Linked DNA regions of Neogale vison: region 1 is linked to region 2. The links are chromatin contacts, called in public Hi-C maps. All regions are on one chromosome and are shown on one strand. The core of a region is the stretch at or near the end of the contact, and the rest is flanking DNA. Distances in the headings are between cores, read along the strand shown.

Region 1 (5,557 bases), core at 690-3,189, 140 kb before region 2:
AAATCTTTTAAATGTCATCAACACAATCTGCCTGACAGAATGATTCCTTCCTGCAGGAGACCCTCTTAGAGGGCCCTGACCCAGATGGCCCTTACAGAGCCCACCACAGGGAAGCAGGCTAGTAGTCTTCCCACAGGGCACCAACTTGATCAGGGAGAGGGGAGTTTATTTAGAGTTTCGGTTACAGACACCCAGGGTGATCAATCATCCATGCCAGTTTACGGTTCCTCCTAGCAGGTAACAGAGAACGTCTCTCTCAGTTCCTTCTTCGTTACCTGGAAAGACGGTTTTTTCCTACCCAGGCCTCAAATTAATTTGGTGAGAAATGGCCGCTCTTAATTTTGTGCACAGGACGACCTCGCCCCACCCAGCCCTCTTCTCAGGTCCGTAGGGTTTGAGTGCCTGGGCTGCCATCACCCAGTCACCCAGCAGGGTCCCCTTGCGGCCGGCGGACACGTGCAAACCGTCCATGAAGGCAAACCACCCAGCGGGCTGACCCAGGCCTCCGCCTTCCGGTTCAGGGGCTGCCGGCGAGGGTCCGGAAAGGGTCTTGCGGCGCTTGATTCCGAAGCAGTAGAAAGTAATATACTGGCCTCTCCAGAGATGGTCTAGGCCTGCAGAAGGATGGTGGGGCCGAGGGGATGAGGGTGGGGGCGCCGGTGAGAGTCAGGGGCAAGTTGGCAGGGCCGGGACAAGGAGTACGCGGGCTGGGCGCCGGGGAGTATTTCCTTCGGGAGGCCCAGACAGAGGGTGGGTGGGGCGCGGTGGGCGGGGTCCTCGCAGCTGGTGGCGTTTGAAGCCTTCCCCACCGCCTTGGGAGAGGGGCAGCCTGGAGAAGTTGTTGGCAGCAGGCCGGGGCGGGGAGGAGGAAGGGGCCCCGCGTTCCCTGAACAGCGGCGCCGGTTGCACCAGCACGTAGTTCACTCCTGCAAGCACAGTACGCGGTGGGCACGTCACCCACGCTGGCAGGTTAGCCACTGTGTCCGACTCCGGCCGACACAGTCTCACCCGCAGCGCGATCCCCTCGGGGTCTCCGGCTGCTGGGTCGGGAAATCAGCCGGTCCTTCCTGCGGGAGCGGCCTCGCCCCACCCGTGACCTCGCTCCCAGCCGGGCCGCACCGAGGTCCGGAGCTGAGCAGAGGGAGAGGGCATGGAGGGGGGCGAGCGGCCTGCGCCTCGAGGTGCGGCCACCTAGGAACCCTGCTACGGCGGGGTGCCCGGGGAGTTGTTCCTCCCCCAGGCCAGGCCGGCAGCCCCACGCCCAGCCGGAGCGGACACGCCTCCCCGCCGTGCAAATGCCGCTCTGGAAGGAAAGAGAGAAGCGGAGGCGAGCCCCCACGGAGGCGCGCCCATCCCCGGCGCCCCTCACAGGCGGGGACGGAGGGACAAAGGGGCGCCCTCCCAAGCGCTCGCTTCCACTCCAGGGTTCGAGGCTGTCACCGTACAGAAGCCCTGGCAAGAAAATGCCCCGCGGGCTCCCCGCTGCTAGGGGGGTGGGGTCGGGTGGGGTGGGGTGGGGTGGGGAGCGGTCCCCGCGCAGCCACGCCCCGGTCCGCCGCCCTCGGACGTCCTGCGTCAGCGTGCCCGGCTCTCGGCTCAAATTTCCGCTCCTCCTCCCGCGGGCCAAGAGGGCACGCCCATTGGCGAGCACGGGCCCCCAGGCCGGGTCGGCCCCTCTGGCCGCCTGGATTGGTCCGACGGCCTACCGACGAACCAACGGCGTCAGCCCCTGTCCTAGGCCACGCCCCCTCCTCAGCCGCGGGCGCGCGACCGCTCTATCCTGATGATGCGCGCTCTGGGATCCCCGCCCCCTCCGCGCGCGCAGTTCCCCGCGGCCGCCGCCGCCTGTAACCTGCGCCGCCAGGATGTGGCTGGGGGCTGACGTCGGGTCCAGATGTGGCCCCGGCCCCGCCCACCCCCGGGGCCGGGCCGCCCACACCGAGCCGCGGCGCGCACGGCGGCTGTCCCGCCTGCCACAATGCGCGGCGAGGCTGCGGCCGCGACTTGGCGAGGTAGTCCCTAACGTCGCTGCTCGGCATCCTTAGGACAGGCCGCCCCTGACGCCGCGCGGGGACCCCACTGGCCCGCACCCTCCATGCGTTCACTCTTTGGTGCCCGGCCGGGCGGGCGCCTTGCGGACGCGGAGCCGCGCGGGTGACGGCAGAGGCGGCTGCGCGCCCAGCCCAGCCCGAGGAGAGGGCGCGCCGCGCCCCCGCCCCCCGCCCGCTCTCGGGAGGCCGTGGGTGCGGATGCGCCGCTGACGACTCGCAGCGACCAGCAGTGCCGCCGGCCCGCCGGCCGGAGCCCGCAGCATGGCAGCCGCCGCCTATGTGGACCACTTCGCCGCCGAGTGCCTCGTGTCCATGTCGAGCCGCGCGGTCGTGCACGGGCCGCGGGAGGGTCCGGAGCCCGGACCCGAGGGCGCGGCCACCGCTGTCGCCGCCACGCTGCCCCGCGTCGAGGAGCGCCGCGACGGCAAGGACAGTGCCTCGCTCTTCGTGGTGGCGCGGATCTTGGCGGACCTCAACCAGCAAGCGCCGGCGCCCGTCCCGGCGGAGCGCAGAGAGGGCGCCGCGGCCCGGAAGGCGAGGACCCCCTGCCGCCTGCCGCCAGCGCCGCCACCCGCCCCCGAGCCGGCCTCCCCTGGCGGCGAAGGTGCTGCGGCCGCGCCCCTCAGCCCCGCGTGGAGCGAGCCCGAGGCCGAGCTCGAGGCGGGGCTGGAGCCGGAGCGGGAGCCAGGGCCCGCGGGGAGCGGCGAACCCGGCCTCAGACAAAGGGGCCGGCGGGGCCGAAGTCGCGCCGACCTCGAGTCCCCGCAGAGAAAGCACAAGTGCCACTACGCGGGCTGCGAGAAAGTTTACGGGAAATCCTCGCACCTCAAGGCGCACCTGAGAACTCACACAGGTCAGTAGGGCCGCCCGGGCGCCCCGAGCGCGCGGACGGGGACAGCGCCAGCCACCGGGCCACGCCCCCGGAGCTGCCGGCGGGGCGGGAGGGGCGGTCGGGCGGGGAACGGTCGGGGCCTCGCCCCTTCCCCCGCCACACGGTCCAGTGGTCGGCCCCGCGCGCGGAGCGAGGCGGGTTCGGGAGCTGGGAGCCGGCGCCCGCCCGGCGACCGCGCCCCCGCCGGGCACGCCCCCTCCCTGGGCACTCTCGGGCGGGGCCGCGGGGGCGGATGTCGTCATCGGGGCTGCGGGCGTAGACCCCGCGGGGGGCAGGGGGGCTGCTGCGCGGGCAGGTGCGGGCGAACTGGGTGGGGACCTCGCGTGCTGCTCGGGGAGCTGGGCGGCGGGGGCGCCTCGGGGCCGCGGGGGAGGGGTGTCCTCGCCCCGGCCCCTCCCCCGCCGGCCTAGCGCGCTCTCGGGAGGGGAGGGGCCCGCCCGGCCGGGCCCGGCCCGGGCGAGCGGCGGGCGAAGTTCACGCGGGGACAGGGCTCCCTCCAGCCACTCGGCACATTCTTCGCTCTCCTCTTCCTGTAATTTTTCCAGCGTTCTAAGGTTTAATTTGTCGAAACCAGAGCCAGCAGCGGCCTAGGCGGGGGGCGGTCCGGGTTCTCCGCCGGAGGCTCTTTGTGGGAGCCCCGCCCATCCGGCCAGCGGGGGCGCGCCCGACCCGAGAGGGCTCTTAGGCCCGGGGGCGCTTTCTCCGGAAAGGAGCGCCCACTCCACAGCCGGTTCCTCCGCGCCGCCCTCTTCTCTGCGCTGTTCTCACCTGCCGGGCGGCACCTGCACGGGGGGCGGTCGGTCTCAGAGGACCATCGCCTGACCCCCGACCCCCGGGCAGCCCTCCCCTTCCCATGGGCCCGGAACCTCGTCGTTGGTGGTTTTTCGTTTTCTTAAACACAACGGTGGGATGCAACCTTTCTCTCCCAGTTTGGTCTAAAGAATTGTGTATTTTTCCTGGGCTCACGCCAACTCTTCTGTTACACTTAATTCTTCCACATTTGGACCAGGTTAAAAACCCGTATAAATAAAGTTGCCTTGTTACCAACGATTTAGACTTCACATTTATAAGGCAGTACAGAAACTGGTTAAAAGACTGGCGTAAAAACGGCATTCCTCAAGACCCTGGAGCTGAAAGACCCCTTTCTCCTGGTAAATTTGGAACTGAGCTGTCCCGAGGTCTAAAGGTGTCAAGACCGGCGGATTTCAGACAAACCTTTACCTCGGAGGCTGCCCCCGCGGTTTTGGTCACTTGCTGTGAGCGCCCTAAATCACGTGGCTGGTGGTGGGGTCGAGGGTGAAGGCGGGGCCATTTCTACTCATTCTGAGTCAGAATTAAGTGTGTGTGGACAGAGATGGGGGGTGGGGTTAGTGTAGGGATGGATCTTGGTTCAATTTAGGAAGGTTATTGCAAGGGTGGGTGTGGCCGTAGGGGAGAGACCAAGCTAGGTTGGGATCCTGGAGCACCCAGATTACGGGGGCGGGGGCAGTGCGTGGGCCTTGGCTCGAGGACCGATTTGGGGCGCGAGGTCCGTAGTGGACCGGTAATTTAAGGATTGGATACTTCGCAGCCTGCTTCACTGTGGCCTTCCAGCCGACTAGCGGGGTTCGAGAATTGCGGAGGGGCTGGCTGAGGGGCGGGGCTCGCTGGCGTGGGCGGAGCAGGCTTGAATGGGGGCCTGAGCTGGAGGATAGCTTGTGGGTTGGTTCACTCCCTAATTCAGGCTCCAATGTCCCTGAGCGGGTCTCTTGGCGAGAGGATTAGACAGAGGCCATGGTAACCCGGGTCTCCCCCACTGGGTGGAACCCAATCTCTCTGGGGTGATTTGAAACCCCAAAAAGGTAAGAGAGGATGGACTGCACTCTGGCTGCAGTGTGCTGAGTCTAAGAGCAGGGAGCCAGCCTTGCCCTCCAAGTGTGTCCTACCTCCACAGCAGATGTAGACCTTCGAGTCAGGAATGAACAGGGTTCCTTTGGGGGCCGTGGAAATGTAGATTTCCAGGTCCCAGATACTGACCTCCCACTGAACACACAGTTTAAGTGGTGCCCCAGGTGAATCTGATTATGAACCAAGAGCCTACCTCTTGAGGGTGTCTGGTTCAGCCTCTGGTGGAGGGCACCTCTAGGGAGCCCATTTCCAGCCTGTGCCCAGGTGTGCAGAACATAATTAGCTGGTGTTCATAGAGGGGAAGGGGGTAGTTCACAGGCCACTGTGGTGACTGAGAGGCCAGGCTACCCTGGAAAGACCCGAGCAGCAAACATTGGTTCTGAGGTTGCTGTGGTTTGGTTTGTGGGCTTCTGGGGGGGGGGGGTCCCTGCTGGCAGTGGTTCAGGTCATGCCAGGCCTTTTACTCCACTAGGAACCACCACCACCACCCCACCCACCCATAGTGATTTTATGGCGGGGGGTGGGGGGTGAATATCAAAACCACTTTAGCCAAGAAGGCAGTTCCCAGCTTGCTCTGTCTAGCCCTGTGGGCAAGGACAGGTCCCCAGATCTCCCTGCAGCTTGGTGATGTCTCCCCTGACCACTTGGAAGGTGTGGGAAATGAGGCTATGAGTTTGAGAACCCTTCGGGAAGTACAGGGCTGAGCCTTGACTCTAGGGAGATCCAG
Region 2 (5,511 bases), core at 587-3,086:
TCCCAGAAAAAGGTCTCCTAGGGTGTGAGGAGGGAGCATCACTGTGACCACCTTGGATAAGGCTCCCGGTCAGCCAGTAAGGAGGGCAAGGCCGGTGTGGGCACCTGGAGGACCATGAGGGAGGTGGAGAGCCTGAGAAAGGCAGTGAGTGCAACCTACTGCTGCGTTGTGGAGGCTCCTTCTTGAGGGAGGAGAGAGAATTCCCATAGCATCATTGGGTGAACAGCAGGAACCTACTAGAGGCTGAGTGGCTGGAGCTGTTGCTCACCCGGAAATGGACTTTTCCTCGCCTCTAGGGGAAGATCCTGGGAGAAGGCCCCATTGTTCTGTCATTTTATTGTTGTCCTCTCCCTCCCCCAAGCAAGTCCAAGAGAGGGGTCCAAGAGACCTCCTGCAACCAAGTCCCCAGAAGCAAGCAGGAGCCAGTCCTCACCACCTCCCAGTCTGAATTCCTTTCTTCCTCTTCCCACCCTGTCCTGGGTCTGGAAGGAGGTAGAGGTCTCAAAATGGTTTCTCAGTGACACAGAAGAGCAGAAGCTCAGGGGTTTAGCCCAGGAAAGGGGCTGTGCTTGGTGCTGGCAGTGGCCATTGGTGGGAGCTTAGTGAAGAAGGAGCCCTGGCTGAAATGTCCTCGGGGTGGAAGGGTTGTTGCTGCGCCCTAAATCTGACATGGGGGCCGCCATGGCTTGGCAGGGGGTCCTGCTCATTGCAATGCTGAGCTGTGTCCCAGACCAAGAGCCTCCCGGTTCTAGATCTAGAGTTGCTGTCTTCACACCATATGTGTGTGCTAGGAAAGAACACCCCCAGCAACACAGGCATCATCCAGGCAGTTGACAGGTCACTGTGGAGGTTAAGAGGCTGGACTCTGGAGCCAGGCTGTCACCAGCTGTCCCTTTGTGTCCTCAGTATAATGGGTATCAGTACCTGCCTCCAGGAGTCTTACGAAGATTAAATAAAAGTAAAGGCTGATGTATGAAAACATCCTGAGCAGGGCCTGGCATAGCCTGGCTACCGACTCTGTGCCAGGCACCGCCCTACTGCCTTCCTCACTCGCCCTTTTAATATTGCTTATGAGCCCCACCTCATGGCCATTGGCCAACTATAGTGATGTATAAGGGGGTCTTTTTTTTTTTTAATATAATACGAATCCCTTTCACTGAGGGTTCACTATTGAGATAACAAAAACATCAGACATTCAAAGTGAATCCTTAGCATCTCGAAGCAGGGACAGAACAGACTCTCCCTGGGGGAGGAGCCCTGTGGGGGCGGGCAGCTCCTCTTCTCACTGCCCTCCCAGAGGATCGAGAAGGCGGAGAGAAAGAGGGGGCGCTGAGGAATGGCGCTCCCGGTTCTCTGACTTTTCCAAGGACCCACACACAGTTTATAATTAATTCTGCTCCGCTGCAGCACATCGTGTTCCGATCTCGGTAGAGATAGTTTTGTGTTGTGACTTGCCTACGGTTTGTTTTCTGAGTGGGTGTGTTTATTCCTCTCCTTCTGGAGAAAATAAAGGGACCAAAAAAAAAAAAAAAAAAAAAAATCCCCACCAACCACCTCCCTAGCCGGAGCGCGCGCCTACGTACGACACACAAGCACGCGGGCACACACGCTCCAGCTCAACCCGAGCCCCCTCTCGCCGGAGCCAGGCAGGATGGGTGGGGGCGGCCGGGCGGGCGCTGGGGAGACCAGCCCGGGGCCAGCGTTTGCAGGCTGCGCCCCCCCACCGCGCGGGCGGCGAGTGAGCGGCCAGGACCCAACCAGCTGGTCGGGGCCGGGCACGTGCCAGGCTCACCCGGGTCTCCGAGGGGATCCGGATCCACGTCACATTCATGTAGCTGTGCAGAAGGTTCAGCTTGGCTTCGAGCGACAGGATCAGGCTGGTGAAAGAAGAAGACCGACTGAAACGCGCCCCAGCGGGCCCGCGCTCGCCCGCACGCACCCCGCCCCCGGGCACGCCAGCTGTCTCGGGAGGAGCACCGGCGGCCCAGCCCACGCCGGGGAACCGGGCGACGGCAGCCCTCCGGGGCGTTGGGGGAGGGGCACGGGGAAGGGCTCACTGGGCCAGCCGGGCGTTATCGTTGTCGTCCTTGCCCCACTCCCAGTCCTTCCCGGGGTCCACGGCAAAGTGCAGAGGCAGCAGCTTGTGCTCCGAATCCGTCAGGGGGATCACGGCTGGAACAGAAGAGAGAGACGCGGTGCCAGGTGGCCCACGGGCGGGCTGAGAGGCTCCAGGCCCCAGCAACCCCCAGGGAGGCCAGAAAAGGGAGTTCCAAGGCCAGGTGTCTCCTTAATTAAGGAAACCGCGTGGAGACGAACACAGACCATCTGTGCCAGCAGGAGCGTTAAGAGCACAGGTGTCAAAACCACTACGCGGAGTTTAAAATACTTCATATTTATTGTGGGCGTGGAAGAGCAGTTGGAGACCTCACCCGGGCTCTGCTAACGATTTGGGTCTGTCAGAAGGGAGGTACCGCGGTTGGGCAGCAGACAAAAAAACAAAACAAACAAACAAACAAAACAAAAAAAAAAAACCCAACCCCAAACCTATTGCTGTTTCTGTTATTTCGGAGGAAGGACCCAAGCCGGGCTCTTGGTCACCTCAGAGTGTACAAATTAGGCAAGGAAGGGCTGCCCGCCAATCTGCTCACTTGTGAACTCATTCAATAATTCTGTATTAGTTGGGGGGGGCGGGGAGGGGAGCTCCCATGAGGCGCTCCCAGGTAACCAAAAAATCTCATAATCTCAGGTGGTGACAAGTACCCTGCAGCGTGAACCGCAGACTCCGGGGTGGGGGAGCTATGGCAAGCCTTTTAGGGCGGGTTAGGGAGGCTTCTGAGGAAGTAACGTGTAGGAGGAAACTGCAGCGAGGACAGACTGGCCCGCACCCAGGGATCCATTCATCACAAACGCTCCGGAGTGAAACGCCCACCTGGGGAAAGTCTTGGCCCATCTCAGAAAGGCTGGGGCGGAGTGGGGTGTTCACAGGGTTTGCCTCGATCTGCTAGAAAGAAGCTTCTGAGCTGCTGTGGGACCCAGCGCCCAGTGAGAACAAGAGAACAGCTTAAACAGCTTGCTCCTCCCCTGGGTTTACCCTACCTCCGCCTCCTCACTCTGCCGCTCCCTCCTCCTCCCCATCGCCACCCCGTGGCCTTGAGCCTGGTGTCATTTCCCATGATTCATGGCAAGGGTGTCACGGAAAGAACAAAAAAGCAAATAAGTAAATAAAATCTATGACTGAATACTATTAAGAGTTGACTTTCTAATAAAAAACTGCAAACACTGACTCACTGCTGCCCTCCAGTGATGCTGAGAGAAAACAGGAGCACAAATAACCCTCCACTCCCAGATAAAGGAAACACTGTTTTGCTGGGGGTGGGGGGTGGGGGTGTTTCTGTTTAAAGTGGCTGGGGACAGGCAGTACTGTGCTCTGGTTTGGTCGGCCCAGGGAGGCTTGGTCTGCCCCCGCCATAGGCGGCTGGGTTCTGCCTTGACATGGCCATGACCCACAGGCTGCCCCTCCCAGGACTGAGTGGCTGGGTAGTCACACTCAGGGAGGGCTGCATGCAGGGCTTCTTCAGGACCTGCCTCCCTCTGGCCATGACCAGAAGTCTTTCCCACAGTTCCACAACTCAACACGAATCAGAGAGAGAGTTGGCCTGGCTTCCCATCCACTGGGAGGGGGTGGGGATGGCAATGGATCCTTCTGTAAACACTAGCTAGGGCAGCATAGCTCTCTGGAGTGCTTGATAAAGGCACTGATTCCAGGCCCCCAGGCAGATGGCCAAACCAGAATGTCCAGGAAAAGGAACGAAGCATCCTTTATTAAGCATCCTCTGTGACTTTTAAAATCATACAAATCTGGAAAATATTTTCCTAGAGCAATAACCTGTTGGAAGTAGTTACTGCAGTACAACTTGGGCAATTTGGGTCTGGCTGTCCATTCCCTTCCCGGGGGAGGGGTGCTGCTGGGAGGTGTCCACACAGCCATGGCTACACTTCCCAGCCCCCAGCACTTAACATGTGCTCGGGCTGTACGGATGGCATGACAGCAGAAGCTCTGTGGGAGGTGCTGGGCAGTGTGGTTAGGTGTGGGCGGCCTTACCCCCACACCCCTCCCCATCCTCCTGTATGCTGAAAAGGATGGTGCTAGAAGATGGCAGGGGGGAGCTTCTGACTCCCCCACTTGGAGAAGATCTACTTGCCACTCAGGAACACCCGTTTTAGACTTTGTTTGTATGAGAACCAAACTTCTCTCCCTATGATTTTGGTTTATTTGTTTCAGATAAACCAACTAATGTAGTACAGATCCATATGCCCCTCAGCCTCAACTCCCTACCACGGGGCTCCTGGGAATTTTTATCCTCAGTCTTTGGATTGGAACTGACTCCCTGGGTTGCGCCCTGCTGAGCAGAAGGTTGGACTCACCCGAAGTTGCTAGAAGCTGACCACTTAGCAGGGTCTTGGGCGCCTCTCAGCATAAATGTTGGTGGGGTGAGGACCAGGTACTCAGAGAGGCTCTAGGGACATGCGTGCTTGCAATGAAAGGCATCTTTCTTCTCTGCAGAGGGTACAACTGAGGCATGTGGGTGAGGGCAAGGGCCAGAGGGAATGAGAGACCAAAGCATAGCTGCACAGGCCGGGAAGGCCTTGAGAACAGGCCCTCCCTGCAAGCATTAGCTGCTTTGGATGCCTCTGCCTCCCACTTTACACATTCACTTTTCCCAATTGGAAACCTGGCCTCACCCTGTGAGATATGTAGTGATGGGCAACTTGCCCTCTGGTGGCAATGTCAGGAACAGCAAATGCTTTTCAAAATAAGCAGGCAAATTGTTGTTTTGTTTTGTTTTCCCTGAAATGGATCTCCTGTTTAACCTGAAAACATACAGACACTATCTCAAACCCGCCTGGACATATTTTCAGTACTTATTTTCCAAAAATGAATGGACACTTCTGGCTTCTGTTTCCAGAAGAGTGTGGCACTATCATTACAACAACAACAAGCTAGACAAACTGCAGATACACAACTTTCCTTTAACCCAGTAGAGAGTGGAAGTCACAGGGCAACCAACTATCTCCAAGTCTAAGGACAGATGGGTGCACACAAGGAGAAATGGACATGACTCTCACTGGAGCAGACTCAGCTGGACTCTGGTAAAAAGAATTCAGCTAAAATTGTTTATAAATTGGTAAAGGAAGAATGCAGCCTAGTGAAAGAATATTTAGAACCCTGGGGGCTATAAGGGAAATTCAAATGTACTTGTAGAACCCTTTCCGTGGGACCCAACCTGGTGCTCACAAAAAGATTGGCAAGAGTTCTGAGAAGTGTCCTTCATAGATCTTGCTCCTCTATCTATACTAAAGAACAAAAGCTTAAGTTGTGGAGGTGGGGCAGTAAACACTGTTGGCTTTAGGGCCCTGGGGTCTTTCCCCAGTAATGCTTGAGGTGGAAGGAGGAAATAAAACAAAACAAAACAAAAAACCCCTCTTTTTCTCTGGGGAAGGGGCAGGGAC

The links. A called contact is a pair of places that touch in the nucleus more often than the background predicts.
Region 1: a Hi-C map of fibroblasts shows a contact between it and region 2, with 5 times the contacts expected there. The contact joins the promoter of KLF13 here to the enhancer-like site in region 2. A contact is called at or near these places in 2 of 3 Hi-C or Micro-C datasets (fibroblasts and muscle).

Annotation. Positions count from the first base shown.
Region 1 is chr13:131,572,474-131,578,030 of ASM_NN_V1, reverse strand. KLF13 (Krueppel-like factor 13) reads left to right here and starts at 1,939. Exons shown (of 2, transcript XM_044230770.1): 1 at 1,939-2,904. The coding sequence starts at 2,313.
Region 2 is chr13:131,430,521-131,436,031 of ASM_NN_V1, reverse strand. It overlaps OTUD7A (OTU domain-containing protein 7A), which reads right to left. Exons shown (of 15, transcript XM_044229897.1): 13 at 2,058-2,172; 14 at 1,793-1,877. Among named protein-coding and RNA genes, the nearest start is that of KLF13, 140 kb to the left of the region's middle. Within about 2 kb of position 1,836, the one cell type or tissue checked has open chromatin away from gene starts, as enhancers often do. A contact at or near this core is called in fibroblasts, where this site is marked.